2 separate regions of the Oncorhynchus mykiss genome follow, and region 1 is linked to region 2. Evidence: chromatin contacts called from public Hi-C data. All regions are on one chromosome and are shown on one strand. The core of a region is the stretch at or near the end of the contact, and the rest is flanking DNA. Distances in the headings are between cores, read along the strand shown. Region 1 holds the start of trabd (traB domain-containing protein). Region 2 holds the start of btbd11b (ankyrin repeat and BTB/POZ domain-containing protein BTBD11-B).

The links. Hi-C and Micro-C count contacts between places; a contact is called where the count stands out from the background.
Region 1: a contact with region 2 is called in a Hi-C map of blood, with 10 times the contacts expected there. The contact joins the promoter of trabd here to the promoter of btbd11b in region 2. A contact is called at or near these places in 2 of 3 Hi-C or Micro-C datasets (blood and liver).

Annotation. Positions count from the first base shown.
Region 1 is chr1:41,643,453-41,647,466 of USDA_OmykA_1.1, reverse strand. trabd (traB domain-containing protein) reads right to left here and starts at 2,725. Exons shown (of 10, transcript XM_021601368.2): 1 at 2,654-2,725; 2 at 1,655-1,731; 3 at 1,234-1,303; 4 at 649-815. The coding sequence starts at 1,678.
Region 2 is chr1:41,459,980-41,464,027 of USDA_OmykA_1.1, reverse strand. btbd11b (ankyrin repeat and BTB/POZ domain-containing protein BTBD11-B) reads right to left here and starts at 1,312. Exons shown (of 16, transcript XM_036977566.1): 1 at 226-1,312. The coding sequence starts at 1,093.

The DNA.
Region 1 (4,014 bases), core at 1,476-3,975, 180 kb before region 2:
GAGGGACGTCCCACGTTTAACCTGGACACATAAATAGTAGGAATTTATGCTGGCTTTAGCCTTGGCTGCGTGAGAGAGAAATTAAACATCTGCATGTCGCCTGCAGGTGCGAGTGTGTGTGTATTTCACTGTCCAATCAGAGGCTCAAACATGATCTGAGCGCATGATCTGAGGCTGTTTGGTCTCTTGGGTATCAACTTGGGAAAGCCTCAAGGGAGAGCGGACAGTGCATAAAGACAAAGAGACGCATAGATTGGCCAAAAAAATAACATATATATATATATATATATACATATATATATATACACATATAAACACACATATATATACACATATATATATATACACACACACATATATACACACACACACACACACACACACACACACACACACACACACACACACACACACATATATATATATATATATATATACACACACATACATATACATATACACATACATATACATATATACACATATACATATATATATATGTATATATATTTTTTTTTCAGTGTGGAGGAAAGTGAGGCGGGGCATCCGTTAAACAGTAATTCAAATTTGTCCGGCCAAACTGGCTAGGATAAGCTGTGTCAAGGAAAACAGCCCTTAATGCTTGCATGTCAGATTTGTTGTGCTCACCGTGGCCACGTCCTTCTTGCTGCTGTCACTGAAGTGGGCAGTGCCTACCAAGTAGAGCAGGCTGCCATCCGGGGCAGTCAGCCGGGTGACTGTTTCAGGGAGTTCTGGGGAAGACTGGCGCCGCTGGGCACGCACCTGCCATAGCAGCTCCACCGCCTCAGAGTCCGCTATAAAGGAACCAGCCAGGGAGAGGTGGAAGGGGAGAGAAATAGAGCAAGTAAGAGCAAAAGACAAAGGCAAGAACGGAAAGAACCTTTAGTTCCTACATCACTGAATTGGATGGCAGGAAAGACAACATACTATGCCAAAGGAATGTGATTGTCAGATATGGGTAGAGTGAACAGTGCATGTTGTAGCCTACTGAAATAAAAGGTTACAAACAAGTTAGAACAGACTTTCAAATATAACATCGCTGTGGGAGGACTTCACAGACATTAAGAGAACATGGATAGTAGTGTCAAAGCTTGGAAAGTAAAGGACGGCTCCCCCTTTTCTCACACATGGGCATTGTGAACAATATAAGCTTTTGGTGCCAAGCAGACGGAGAGAAAAGTAAATACATTTTACGTAAATAAGGGTACTCACAGAGTCCAGGGGGACGACTAGGCAGTGACTCTTCTTCAGACGCATCTTCAGAGGGACCTACCAAGTCATCCTAAAAAAAAAGTTAAAAAGCATATGTAGTCATTAAGTCATTCTAAAAGTGTACATGTCAATGAACACATTTTGTCAATGTGCTCAAGGGCTTAGTAGCCAGATTTATTGTGACACTGATCCTTAGACAATTAACATCAAGGCTAGTACAGGAGTGGGACAAAATTCTAAGAATGTTTGTTTTGCTTAATGTATTATGATCAGCATAGAGCTGTGTTCTTCAAATAACACAGCTGTATGGGACATAACAGATGTGTGTGAAGCTGTACTCTGTGTGCCTTTTTAAAATGATCAAAATAACAGCTGTCAAAGCATTATGCAGTGACCCATGTCCAGCAGTCCCCAAACTTACCTCGGAGTTGTTGTCTTGGTCCATGATTCAGTCTTTAAGAGCTGGGCAAAAACTAAAGCAATGTCCCACCTTCCTTACTGAAAAGGAAAGCAAAACAGGAGGAAAGAGTATGATCAAATGTATGAATACATTTAGCCAAATTCATCAAGTAGGTTTGTTGACCAAAATTGCTTTTCTCTGCAATGCTATCAGCTGTGATGCTTATTTTGTGACTAAGCTAAGGCCCCAATGCAAGTTCCTCAATTGCTGACGTTTGCTAACTAGATATATGTGCAGTGTACTAAACCATAAATAAACTACCCATTCTCACTAGTTAGCTACCATCAGCATATGGCGATAAAGTTAGTTGGAAAATAAAACCGTCTAGTTAACGTTACCTGTCACAGGTAGCTAATTCTAGTAGGTAAGACAATTTGTGAGCCAGGTTTTACTGTGACAGGTACGTTATAGTGTATAGACAAATATCATGAGCAAACTGCCTAACGTTAGCTTAGTGGCCCCTTTTTAGAGCCCGGTCATGGCTAAACGCTCTCCTGCTGCTGCATGTAGCTGCGTACTTCAACACGATTACATCACCTTCACACAAAAGTGTTGACATAGCTAGCTATTTTGCTAGCTAACCACATGCTACAAAGTCAAGTTAGCTAGCTAAAGCCGTCAAACCTGCTGGTTAGAGACAAAACATTAACACCCTTAGCTGATATTCCCCTCGTTTCCACATATTATATAGCTAGCTAGACAAACTAGCTAACATTATTCATTAAGTTAGCAAGTTGGCCAAAGCTAACTACTTGCCGACTAGCAGCTAGCTTACTACTCGCCGAATAGCAGCTAGCTTACTACTAGCTAACAGCTGACATATCGGTTAACTGTCTAACTGCTGCTAACTACTTGGCAAACAATGTCATATCAATTTGTAATTAACATATAATAACTACAGCTTACAATGTTATACATTAATAAAATAAAACTTACAAGTTAGCCAACCTGTGCTCTCACCTGCACTTCGACCAATGATGTGTTCGACTCGTTTGTTAACGTTGTCTTCTGGTACTTGTAGTTCAATTGAGATTTGAGTGCGTTGTGGTAATCAGTGGTGAAAAGCACCCTATTGTCATACTTGAGTAAAAGTAAAGATAACTTAATAGAAAATGACTAAAGTAAAAGTGAAAGTCACCCAGAAAAATATTGCTTGAGTAAAAGTCTAAAAGTATTTGGTTTTAAATATACTTAAGTATCAAAAGAAAAATTATAAATTATTTCAAATTGCTTATAATTAGCACAAGACATATTTTTTACATATAGCCTGGTGCACACCACAACTCACAGACCTCATTTACAAACAAAGCATTTGTGTTAGTGAGTCCTCCAGATCAGAGGCAGTAGGGATAACACGCAGACATGCTCAGTCCCCTACTGTACAGTCATGGCCAAAAGTTTTGAGGACACAAATATTCATTTTCACAAAGTCTGCTGCCTCAGTTTGAATGATGGCAATTTGCATATACTCCAGAATGTTATGAAGAGTGATCAGATGAATTGCAATTAATTGCTCACTGACAATTTTGCCTAAGAACACAGCCATGAATAAAGAATGGTACCAACACATCCTCCGAGAGCAACTTCTACCAACCATCCAGGAACAGTTTGGTGACGAACAATGCCTTTTCCAGCATACACCTTGCCATAAGGCAAAAGTGATAACTAAGTGGCTCGGGGAACAAAATATGAATATTTTGGGTCCATGGCCAGGAAACTCCCCAGACCTTAATCCCATTGAGAACTTGTGGTCAATCCTCAAGAGGCGGGTGGACAAACAAAAACCCACAAATTCTGACAAACTCCAAGCATTGATTATGCAAGAATGGGATGCCATCAGCCAGGATGTGGCCCAGAAGTTAATTGACAGCATGCCAGGGCGGATTGCAGAGGTCTTGAAAAAGAAGGGTCAACACTGCAAATATGGACTCTTTGCATCAACTTCATGTAATTGTCAATAAAAGCCTTTGACACTTATGAAATGCATGTAATTATACTTTAGTATTCCATAGTAACCTCTGACAAAAATATTAAAGACATCAAAATTTGTGAAAATTCATATTTGTGTCATTCTCAACACTTTTGGCCACGACTGTACTTCCTGTTCACTCATGACTGCATGGCCAGGCACGACTCCAACACCATCAATAAGTTTGCCGATGACACAACAGTGGTAGGCCTGATCACCGACGACAAGACAGCCTATAGGAAGGTCAGAGACCTGGCCCGTGAGGTGCCAAGACAACAACCTCTCCCTCAACGTGATCAAGACAAAGGAGACGGCTGTGGACCTCAGGAAAAGGAGGACCGATCGCGTCCCC
Region 2 (4,048 bases), core at 63-2,562:
AGACAGACACGGGAACAAATACATAATTCATATGTGAGGTCATGTTATCCCTCCACCCCTGTCCAACGCAAATGTTGTATGCGAGAGTGAACTGCTAACTTGATAATGACTATATTACAGCCGGTGATATCACTTCACTGTTTTTGGCACAATAACAAATAATACGTTAAAATTACGCGCAAGGTTGATGCGTCACAGAACTTAATTAATAGGTACACAACTTACCACTCGCATTCTTCCCACAAATGAGGTGTTGATATTGCTGCAGGAACCCCCATAACTCCGAGTCGTTGTTGATGGCCTGTTCGAGGGACTCGACTGTGAACTTAGGGATCCCGTTATCTTTTTCCACGAGTGCGCTGCGCAGTGCCCGCGCGTACACCTCTCGGAAAAGACTCTCCATGCACCCTGTCAGGTAGATGGCCGCGTGCTCGTGGATCCTCACCGCAACCCGGCTGTCCACCATCCACCTGAAGAACTTCCCCACGTTAAAAATTAGTCCGCACCGGAGCGACTTTCCGCGGCTGAACTTGTCCTCAGTGCTCATGTTGTACATGGACAATGCACTGAGTGCCGCTGTGATGCAGTTCACAGAGACAGACCAAGACATGACAACCTTAACTGCACTTTGAATCTCATATTTGGTGCATTTGGCATAGCGCAAACTCAGGCGCTGCGCTTCCTTCGCGACCCTCACGAGCGCACGGCTGATGAGGACCGAGAGCCTAGCCAGGATCTCCTGTGACACGACCCCCAGTCTCAACTCTTCGTCCTTGTTTAGTGCGCTCTCTACTTCCCCGAGGCTCCATGGCACGTCCTCTAGCTCGGGTAGTTTAGCGCACTGACCGAAGCACTCCAGGTTCTCGGCGTCTTCGACCAGGACGGTGTTGACAGTGTCTAGGCTGTTGTGGCGACTGTGCATGGAGTCGGTTAAATGCCAGAAATTCGCCCCATGCGCATACGGTATATGTGCCTCGGAACAGCACAGTGAAGCACTGGAAGACCTGAAGGAGTCCGCTGCTCCACCATAACCCGAATCAAGCGTCAAATCCTCCAGGGTCCTCGTAACTGACTTATTACTACTCCTTGCCATAACTGCACCTCATACTGTAAAGAGGGCTTTGGAATTAATGGCACAAAACGTCGCCTAATAAAATTAAATGAATGCAATTAAAGCCCTAGTGCAATGTATTCTGAAGATTAAACCTTTATCCTGTTGCCTTCAATTGAAAAAACATCAACTTGCTATTCCCCAGTCCAAACTAAAACTTCAAAGTCGTTGCATCGTAGCACATCGTGCAGCTACAGTGGTCTGTATTTTACGCAGTAAGAGCCTGATAGATGGAGGCGGGGCTATGGAGAATAGAGCGCTTTAAACGGCCAATAACCTCTCGGGAAAACTGAGTTTTTGAATTAGGACCGCCTCCATCTATTAATTTAGATTAGGCTACTCAGTTCAATGTACAGCCCATAGGAGAAGTGAATATTAAATACCTATAGAATTATTTTTAATGTAATATTCTTTATTTAATTGTTAGCTTATATTGGAAAATATAACTTCATAAGGTAAGCTATGGTCGAGTTCCCCTGCATTAACCAATGGTTGCGCGCTACTTCATCGATTGTGTCATTGACTGACAGATTGCTATAATATATGATGTGGGTATTTTATACCTAAATACCTTTCCAAGCGTTGTAAAATCTGGCATGCATCAGCAAAGCCTGGGCAGAGGAACACCACAGTTATTTTATTTTCTGTAATTTGAACATGTCAAACATCATTGCTAATGGTCTGATTCTAATGGACTGGATAAACTGGATAATGTGGTTATCCACATAGTGCAGCAAATGTGTCATGCTATGGATAGTAAAGTCCCTTACACATTTTTTTCTGCCAGTAATGATGGTAACATGACTCAAGACTATTAATAATGGATGACATGCATAATGTATCCCCTCTCTGTGGTCTGCGTCCCTTACATGGAGATAGCTAGAGCTCATTGATAGGAAGACATCTGCATTCTTTGTCAAGGTCGCACGTTATACTGCATCAAATGCTAAAGATGCAGCATTTGATTGACTGTGTGTGTGTGTGTGTGCGTGTGTGTATGCGCACGCGCATGTGTGTGGATAGAGCCTTAGACAGGCTGAAAATTATAATTTTACAGGCACACACAAACTGCATGTATGAGAGAGGGAGAAAGAGAGAGACCGAGAGAGGTTGGTTACACTGTACATAATATATTATGAATGTCAACATGTGTAACAACAGAAAATGTCCCTGAGCTGATTGATAGCCCTATGCCATAGATAGCTTTGGGCGCATCTTAATATCACCTATCTCCTGAAGTCTAAATTCCCACAAATGTAAAAGCATTGGATTGGTTGATGCATGGGCTAGTGGGATGTTCCACTTGTCCGATGACTCACCCTGAATTTAACTCTGCTGCTCTATCGATTGCTACATACATTCAGTCTGAAACTGCCATCCTAGAAGTCATTTGTGCGACTTCAAAATGAGGGGCGTTGTACAAAACAAATTAATCAGCGATTGGATCATCTCTAACAAATCTAACCAATCAAAGTGTCAAAGTTGACAACATCATCACAGAGTTTCTAAACCAAGAGGCCCACGATTGTGAGAATTCCAGGAACGCTTGCGAAACCAAACAGACCAGCCCGGGGTTTGAGAAGTCAATGAGAGAAGTGAAAAATGTTTCCTTATTTGTTCATTTTTTCCAAATTTAAAGGCACAACCTAGACTCCAGGCAATGTCTTAAGTAGTTGAAGTTGTTATTACTCCAACCTCATGAGTGACAAACTGACACATTTTAATTTTTTGTAAAAAATAACTTTATATCAAAGGAGAGCATTTGATTTGATGGCCTGCACATGCGCAGTTCGACGTGAGGCGACCGTTAGACACGATGATGTGTTTCTACCCATGACCTTAGCTAGCCAACGTCGCCATGACATCACCTACAAGTGTGATCGGGGATTTCTATTGGAGAAGCAGTTTTAGCCTATCTTCATACTGTACTGTCTTTGATGCTATTAGGTTTCTGGGACCAATAAGAACGGGCAGAATGTCTTTGCATTCTAAAAATCGTCGGGGAGGGAGGCAAATCCAGACTTATCGTGGAGAAGCGTCACTTGGCCGTAGCGATGTGAAAGCGTAGCCAGGCAAATGTTCCACCATATTTCTTATACCAGTCATTTCCTTTCAAATCAGCGAGGGTAAGTAAACAAGTGCACATTTTGGGAGGAAAGAGACATAATTGGAACATAGACTATTTCTCATCTAACTTTAATTGGTCCTGATATGGGGCACTGTTGACATCTGTGGGATTGAACACACACACACACACACACACACACACACACACACACACACACACACACACACACACACACACAACAGTCAACCCTGATGTTCTATTATATACTATTTATTCTACAGCGTGACCAAGACACTACTACCCACTTTATATTTCTATACAGTCTATTATTACAATGCATACTACCGCTTCTATTACTTGTTATTTTTTACTTGACTCTTTTTATTGTTATTATTGACTGATGTACTGCAGTGTTGAAGATCTAGCACATAAGCATTTCACTGCACCTTTCCCACCTGCTGTAAACTGTGTATGTGACAAATTACATTGATTTGATTTTAACTTGATTGAGGAGAGTATTGTTGGTACATTTTGTGATGAAGTTGTGTGCTGCTTATCCCTGGAGCAACACTGAACCCTGGTGCTCAGTTTGCAAACCTCTATCATTATGTCAAAGATCTAGTCTCACCATACATTTCCAGACTAGTAAGACTTAGGCTACTATAAAGAAATTCCCTTATTATTTTACATATTCAAAGTTCACACAGTCATGTTGTCATTGAACTTTTCCTTCATCAAATGATTATCAACTATACTATACGCAGCGTAATGTATGCTACTAAAAATGGTTATTGCATATTACAATCTAGTGTCTAGCTATGCAAACTGCATGTTTCCTCATCCAACTACCCACCCATCCCCTGTCTCAT